Regions from separate parts of the Zea mays genome. Here regions 1 and 3 are each linked to region 2. The links are chromatin contacts, called in public Hi-C maps. All regions are on one chromosome and are shown on one strand. Each heading gives the region's core, a stretch centred on a gene start, on an enhancer-like site or on the middle of the called end of the contact. The rest is flanking DNA. Distances are from core to core; before and after follow the strand shown. Region 1 holds the start of LOC100285170 (two-component response regulator-like PRR95). Region 2 holds the start of LOC100283348 (transcription initiation factor IIB). Region 3 holds the start of LOC100279523.

What was found. Hi-C and Micro-C count contacts between places; a contact is called where the count stands out from the background.
Region 1: a contact with region 2 is called in a Hi-C map of leaf, with 6 times the contacts expected there. The contact joins the promoter of LOC100285170 here to the promoter of LOC100283348 in region 2. A contact is called at or near these places in 2 of 25 Hi-C or Micro-C datasets (ear and leaf).
Region 3: a Hi-C map of ear shows a contact between it and region 2, with 2.3 times the contacts expected there. The contact joins the promoter of LOC100279523 here to the promoter of LOC100283348 in region 2. A contact is called at or near these places in 2 of 25 Hi-C or Micro-C datasets (ear and tassel).

What each region holds. Positions count from the first base shown.
Region 1 is chr2:202,140,897-202,143,596 of Zm-B73-REFERENCE-NAM-5.0, forward strand. LOC100285170 (two-component response regulator-like PRR95) reads right to left here and starts at 1,354. Exons shown (of 8, transcript NM_001357737.1): 1 at 1,024-1,354. The coding sequence starts at 1,231.
Region 2 is chr2:202,345,651-202,348,350 of Zm-B73-REFERENCE-NAM-5.0, forward strand. It overlaps LOC100283348 (transcription initiation factor IIB), which reads left to right and starts at 1,338. Exons shown (of 7, transcript NM_001156249.3): 1 at 1,338-1,872; 2 at 2,581-2,605. The coding sequence starts at 1,520.
Region 3 is chr2:202,528,035-202,530,734 of Zm-B73-REFERENCE-NAM-5.0, forward strand. LOC100279523 reads left to right here and starts at 1,394. Exons shown (of 12, transcript NM_001152521.1): 1 at 1,394-1,588; 2 at 2,097-2,162; 3 at 2,270-2,334; 4 at 2,428-2,540. The coding sequence starts at 1,424.

The DNA.
Region 1 (2,700 bases), core at 104-2,603, 200 kb before region 2:
TTGCCGCTCTTAACCCCTAATTAACCCTATGCAGCCTAAAATAGCTACCAACTAGTGCATGGCGCGCGCCCAGCGCGTGATATTAAAATGTGGTTACAGATCACAAAAGCTCTATATTCTAATCATAGTATGTATGTACTAATTACTTCGTATTTTACTCCAATGCAGTGAAAATCTGGTTGGAATGTTCAGTCAGTGTCCATTCCTTCATAAAATTGATGCACCTTTGCGTAACCGAAAATGATGCTTTAACTCAAGGAAGACTGGAAGAGCATCACAAAACGTTCCTTTAGCCATGCACCCTTAACTGCTCACTCCCAAAAAATTGCTAGGCCGTAGGCGTTTCGACTTTCGACCGGCGTGGAGGCCGACACCGACCCGACCAGCAGTTACCGTGGAACGTCTCTAACATCAGGTCATCGTCCTCGTGAATAAATCTGCGCCTCCTCTCACTCTCCACTCTCCAGTGCCGGTTTCGGTCTGCCAAGAGTGCCAGAGACTTGAGCGACTGCCTGAGCCCTGAGGCGAAGGTTGGCTTCCATCTCTGCAGGGACAAGGCCATGGAGCCAATGGCGATTGTGACGGTGACCGGAGGTGTGCTGGGCCCGGTCTTCGTGTTCCTGTCGCGCATCCAGCCTGTGGTCGACTTCTTCCGCCGCCTCAGCGACTGCCTCCGCCACCCTCAGCGTCGCCCTGCCAGACCGCTCAGGGCGCCATGGTATAAGCACGCCACGGCAGAGGAGTAGAACACATCGCCTTTCTTTTCCCCTCCAATGGATCTGGCAGCGCTTCCGATTCCTCCTCGGCTTTCGACTCCGCCTCCGCTTCCACCAGCGCCATACGGCGGAGCGGGCTGGGGCCGAGGCGCCGGCGGATCAAAAATAAGAAGCAAGTCGAGAGCAGACCACAGCCGGACCAGGGGGATTGTATACTAACTACCAATTGCACAGGCCTAAAATGGATACCAATTTGCAGGGGCAATGAAACGATTCGAATCGATTCGCGGGCCGAGGCAGTGCGCACCTCGGTAGCCGCACTTGCGTAGCAGCGCGGAGATGACGTGGCGCGTGGAGTCGTCGCCCTCGGCGAGTAGCACGCGCACCGGCATCCTTGGCAGCATCGGCGTCTCCTTGCTCGACCCCTCCGCCGCCGCGGCCTCTGCCTCTTCCTCCTCCCCCTCGCCGTCCTCCGAATCCACGACCTTCACCACCTCATCCGCTCCTCTCCCCATTTCGACCTCAGCACTCGTCCTCGCCGGAGTGGATTCGGACAACAGCTTGTCTGATACTCTGATCTCTCCCTCTTCTCGCACCCGGCAGTCGGCAGCAGTCGCCACTTGGAAGTTGGAAGCCGGAAGAAAAGGCAGTTTGTGAGAAGAACGACAAAGCCGAAACGCCGCGGCCTATATACGTGCACCCGACCTCTGCCACAGACAAGTGGGCCACGCACCCGCTGGCCCGGCAGACCAGTGGGCGTTGGAGCCGGTGGCAGGTGGGCAGGTGGGCTCGAGCTCCCGCGGGGCCATGAAATATCTGCGGCCATTCGACCGGTGGCCGCGCCCGCCACGTCAGTCGATCGAGCGGATTGGCCCACGTGCACGTGGTCTGCCTGGTCCCATGATGACGTGGCGGGAGCCTGGTCAGTGGTCGGGATATTTCCCCGAGGCGAGGCCTCGAGTCCGATATTTTCTAGAGCTAGGATACGTGGTAGGCCCGGAGATAAAGGACCAGATCTACGGCCGGGACAGCGACACGTGGTGGGTCGAGGAGCTCGGGCAGGGGGATCGTGTGGTCGAGCCGTAGAGGTGGGGTGCCCCCCTGTCCCCCCTCTCGCTTCGAGCGGTTGTGGTCTTGTGGACTTGTGGTGCAGAGCAGCGAACCAGCTACACTGGTGGACTGCGTTTCGTCTCGGACGGGCTAATGGATCCGTTTATTTGCGTTTTTTTCGGCTACCGGTCACTAAAAGTTGTTGTGTACTATTAAACATGCACTTTTTTAGTCATATTTCTGTAAAAACCGTCTAAAATTAACATAAACACAAAATCGGTCGAGTCGAAATCTGTCGCTTTCTATATCGTAAATACTTTGGACTACTTCATCTTATTTCGCAAGTAATCTCTACGATAATCAGATTCTCCTCGCAGTTAGATTCTCTCTGCAGTTAGATTCTTAGAAAAACTAGTCAAAAAACTGAACCAAACAACCCAATTATCTTGCGCCTGCGCTTGGAACAACTCGTTGTTGGTGTTAGTTTTGCCTTTTTGCGTTCTCTGTGCTTAGCACTATCAACGACATGGTTGTATAGTTCCTCTCACCATTGACGAAGGCGCAAGATATAAAGATCAGTTACCTGTTTCTTTTCCACGGCGGCATAGACAGTAGACATTGTTCGGTGATTTTTATAAGGGGCATATATAGAAACGTACGATTTTTTGTGTTAGCACATATAGTCCTTCATATCGTTTGTTATACTTTTGTTTGGACGACTATTGTGATTACCTCATGTCTCTCGTTGAAACTCACAAAAATAGTGAAAAAAATGAAGAAAGGGTGCAGAGTATCACTCCATGCATCGCACTTGTTTCCTCGTCAAAAAACCATCTGCGAGAAACTTCACTAAATCCAACTGAACTGTTAATCAAATGATGCACACGTTCAATGTACGAAAGTTGCAGCGATAGTTTCACGTTAATTCAAGGGA
Region 2 (2,700 bases), core at 88-2,587:
ACAATTTGGACACTGATTAATTAAGTTAATATGGCTACGTACGGAATATAATTGTATGTTATATGCACTTCTGCTATATTAGGGTGAGTCGTATAGAGTGCGCTGGAGAGAGTACTATAAGTTAAAAATATAATTGCAGAGCAAGAATATAATACGGAGATGTGTAGAATTTATTTCTGTATCTTACACTATGAATTTAAGATAGTTTTTATATCTAAACTTTAGAAAGTTGTAAAATGTTCAGTTCCTCCAAAACGAGAGGATCTCAACGGGCTCCTAATAGCCAATTTCAGAATTGTCTAGCTGAATTGAGGGTGGGTCGCAGTTGCCTCATGCATTCTTCCTGGCTTGTTGACCGAACGGACACAGAAATGGTGTGCAGGAGAGTAGGAGCCGTGCTATGGTAATTGCCTTCTCTTTGAGGCTTGCCGAGGGCTTGTCGTCGTAAAAGTTTTGGTAATTGCCTTCTCTGTCGCGACAAGCCTGCGCTTATCTGGCGCTGGCTGGAACTGAAACCTTGCCGCGCAACTCCGGATGCGGCGGGCGGCGGCCCAGAACTGACGTCGTGGAATCCATCAGCGAAGCCCTCACTATGCAGCAAAAGACATCGCGGCAACGCAACGCAACAGTGTCGACTAGCAAGCAGGGCCGGAGCTGAGATTTTGGTGGCCCGGGGCGAACACAGAAATGAGGCCCCCTTATATTATATAAATATATATTCTTTTATAATACATATATTTTTTATTTATAACAAGTAATATAATATCTAAAAAATATACTAAATAAAATTTACAATACCTTAAAAATTTCTTCTAATATTTCTTGAAGCAAATTCATCAATGATCTTGTTGACATTGATCTCATCTAAAAGTTTCTTCTCAATACATAAAGTGGCCAAGTCATTCAGTCGTTCTTGTGACATTGTAGACCTCAAGTAATTCTTCAATAATTTCAATTTCGAGAAGCTCCTTTCAGCTGATGCCACCGTAACAGGTAGAGTGAATAAGATCCGATTGCTTGCAGGGCCCATCTCTTTAAGCCTTCAACTGATCGAAGACTACTACATATGCATGCATGGGGTGGGGCCCCTAGGATCCCCAGGGCGGCCGCCTTGGCAGCCCTGTAGTCAGCGCCGGCCCTGCTAGCAAGCCAGTCGAGAGTCACGTCATCACGTGTGTAGACGTGGCCGGATGGGCGGCTCGCCCGCACGCCACGGCATCACGGCAGGCCAGCCAAACCCAAGCGCCGAACAGAAACCGCAGCAGACCAAACACGAAACTCTCGCCGAACTGATAAAAGGCCCAACCCATCGTCCCCCCTCGCCCTCTGGCCTGTCCGGTCTGCCTCGTCCGCTTCTCTCTCACCCTTCCTCCCCCTCCTCTCCCTCCCTCTCCGCCTCCCCCCCCCCCCCCCCCCCCCCCCCCCCCCCCCCCCCCCCCACCCCAAGCCCAAATCACCGGGCCTCGCCCCACAGCACCGGTTGCGTGGGAGGAAGGAGGGGAGGCGGCTGTCGGGCGAGATGAGCGACTCCTACTGCCCCGACTGCAAGAAGCATACGGAGGTGGCGTTCGACCACTCGGCGGGGGACACGGTGTGCACCGAGTGCGGCCTCGTCCTCGAGGCGCACTCCGTCGACGAGACCTCCGAGTGGCGTACCTTCGCCAACGAGTCCAACGACAACGACCCCGTCCGCGTCGGCGGCCCCTCCAACCCGCTCCTCACCGACGGCGGCCTCTCCACCGTCATCGCCAAGCCCAACGGCGCCCAGGGCGACTTCCTCTCCTCCTCCCTCGGCAGGTGGCAGAACCGCGGCTCCAACCCCGACCGATCCCTCATCCTCGCCTTCCGCACCATCGCCAACATGGCTGACAGGTACGCATCTCCGGAACTCCCTTTCTTACGCTACAGCTTCGATCTGGTTCTATCCAAGTATGTAGTAGTTTGCGCTGATTTCTAGGATATACTGTGCCGCGTGCTTGTTCGCCTGATTTTGGGTCTGGGACGATGGATTTAGGTGAGGAATGTGACGTGGGGTTTCAGGGCTGGTTATCACCGCGCGCGGGTTGGGGGGGTCTAGATTTGGAACGTCTGATTGATATATTTTCGTCGACGGCTTTTTCTATATTCTTGCTGGGTTTGGTGCTGGATGATTGTCCCTTGCATTGGATCTACTGAAAATCCGCTCTTTCATAGGATGGGAATCGATGTAATATCATTGATTTCATCAGGACCTCTCAAAGATTCGGTTTTTATTTGGGCACACACTAGGTTCGGCTAGAGTACTTGTGCTGCTCCCACCTACGCATCATTATGCTGTGCAAAATTAAGCATTGACAGGTTCATCGTGATGGCATGTAGTACCTATACCTTAAGGCACGCGATTTTGTTAGCAAATGATCATTCTAGACTGCGGCATTTATTATACACACATTAAAAAGATATTGTCACATATTTCTGATTTGGGCGAATAGTTGCACAGTACTCAAACTATGTCGATAGCTAATTTGATTTAAGCTGTGTGGACCTTAAATTTTGTAACATCTGCCAACCTTATGCTGACACGGACCATGTCTTCTGCAGGCTAGGTCTTGTGGCTACTATTAAGGTAATGGATCTGATGGTTATTGTCCATTATGTTAAGCTAAATGCAAACTTTGTTTATGTAGCTACATGGCTACTATGCTTGCTTGTGAGTGCTAG
Region 3 (2,700 bases), core at 144-2,643, 180 kb after region 2:
GACTTAAATAAAATAGCCTATAATCTAGAGCCTATTATATCCAACTAGCGTCGTAAACACGAACGGAATCTATCGGGATAAACCCTTTCTTGTTTTCATTTTTACATTTTAATTGAAACAAGTAAGGTATTGTCGGAAACGGAATCGAACACGGAATGTGCGTGATAACGAAAACGAACTAACCCGAACAGAAATGCAGTGGTAACCGTTGAAAATCAGGAAGATAAAATGAAAACATCGTCTATATCATACATAGTCTCATCAATGAACAACAAATATATGGTAACGTACAATATATTAATATGGGTAAGATAAGTACATAACGACATATTAATAATAGGTTTATAAAACATGAAACAAGCCAATATCAATATGTAAATAATTAAATACACGCCCACAATTGCACAAGCACACTTGTAGTTCACAAAAGTCAACCACACATGACATAATAATTCAAACTAAAAGTAATACTCTACAACTATAGTTCAAAGCTCAGTATAATTATCCATGATATTAGGATCATCGTCAATGTATTATTTCTCTTCATCATCATGTTCCTGGTCATTCTTCTCTATGTCTTTGTCATTCTATAATTTTGTATATAGAAATACAAGATATAATTTGCAAATAGAAATATGGATACACCATGTGGGCATGACAATAGGCCCACTAACGACATAAATACCGTATTTGAATACGATATAATCTCATATTACTACGAGAAAACGGCCGGGATATAGCCTAAACCGTTTTCATTTTTTTTCTGTTTTTTAATACTGTTTTTATATTTGTCCAAAATACGAATTCGAGCAGGACAAATACTTCCCTATATCCAATGTAGGTCTGGCCTGTTAACATACATCGCGTATTGTATGGCGGTTAAATTTCTCCTGTTTCTGTCATTCTCGACAGTAGTAGTTTAAATCCTTGAATCGTTTTACCTGGCTGTCTGGTGGGCAGGTGATGCGGGTTTTGACCCCCCCCCCCCCCCCCCCCCCCCCCCCTCCTTCTGTTCAAGCACGTATTTGTTTCCCCCACAGGCTACAGTAGTACACAGGCCACATCATGAAGTTCACCTCATACTAGCACGCGCTCTCAAACAGTTGAAACCAAATGAATAAGCGTAACCTTTGCTCGGAATGAAACCAAAATGAGTGCAAATTCGACGTCGAGGAACTCGCCTGTTACCCGTTGGGCTGTTATGGGCCTCAATAAGACGTGGCCCAACTTAATCAAGGTGAAGAATTCTAAGTCGGTTAGGCCCACGTACCTAAGCACCCCGGCGGTCGCCCGGCGCCGCTGCAGGCCGCAGTTGTAGGTACAGGGACAAATCCCCGGTTCTTTCTCCACCCTCCGACCGGCCGGCGGCCGCTGCAAGTTTCACCGCAGTTGGCAACTGGCAACCCCGCTCTGACCTAGGAGGATGTCGGGTTTCGGCGATGGGTACGTGGGGACGGCGCAGGACGCGGTGAAGATCCGGCGGCTGGAGAAGCAGCGCGAGGCGGAGCGCCGCAAGATCGAGGAGCTCAAGAACAAGTCCGCGGACGGGCAGCCCGGCCTCCTCCAGTTCGGCTCCAGCACCTCCGAGGTAATCGCCGTCACGGCCGCGCGCTTCGCTTTCCTCCGCTCCTCTACGGGTCTCGCTACCGAATTCTTTTAATCCTGTCGATGCGTTGTAATTGCCCAGCAAGCTACGAGCAAGGGACAAGGTACTGACTCGCTTGTCGCCACGGTCGTTTAGGATTCGTCTCTTTTTCGTTGTAATCACCTGTAATTTTAACTGGATAGCTAGCCCTACTTGTGATTTAGCAAAACCAGCTTGAGATTTGTCGTCTGTTTAGTTACCCATTAACGATTCACTTTCGAGTCCTTTTCCACTCATCAGTTTTGTTACTGAAGTGACCAATGGATATGTTTGTTTGTGTGTGTGTGTGTTTGATGTCGTTTTGGCTGATTTATGTCATTTAATTTGTAAAACATGTATAGACCTCTTCGCTCGTTTAATTATTATTTGAGTTTCTGTAAGTAAGCTGTTACTGTAGCTCGTGTATACCCTTGACTTTTATTAAGCTAATGTTAATTGCTGCTACATTCAGATTCTTGAGACTGCATTTAAGAAGGAAACAGTTGGTCTCGTCACCAGGGAGCAGTATGTCGAGAAGGTAATTGGCCAATTCATTCATACATACATCATTATCACTTTATCAGCCGGCTCATTTGTTGAAAACTGGGATTTTCCATCTAATATATTGTTCTTCTGTCCTAGTAGAGGGTTAACATTCGAACCAAGATTGAGGAGGAAGAGAAAGAGAAACTTCAAAAGCTGCAACAAGAGTGAGTTCGAACTTTCAATTGAAGCCTGGTAAAATCATAAGTACCTTTGCATTCCTTTCCCCCAGACAAACAATGATGTTATGTGTGTTTCAGAGAAGAAGAATTGCAAATGCAGAAAAGGAAAAAGAGGAGAGTGAAGAGTGATCCACGCTTATCTTTCTGTGATGACATTGAGAATGGAAGTGACGAAGATGATTTTGAGAATCGTAAGCTGCTTCTAACCTATCTGTACTCTTATTATTTTATTGTTTTCTTACCTCATTTATGTCCATCTCAAGCAGATCTGTTCATTTTTTGGGCGTATTGCACATGTCTCTCTTTGTTGCATTGACCAAGTTTTTTTTTTGCTTTGTTTCATTATTCCCC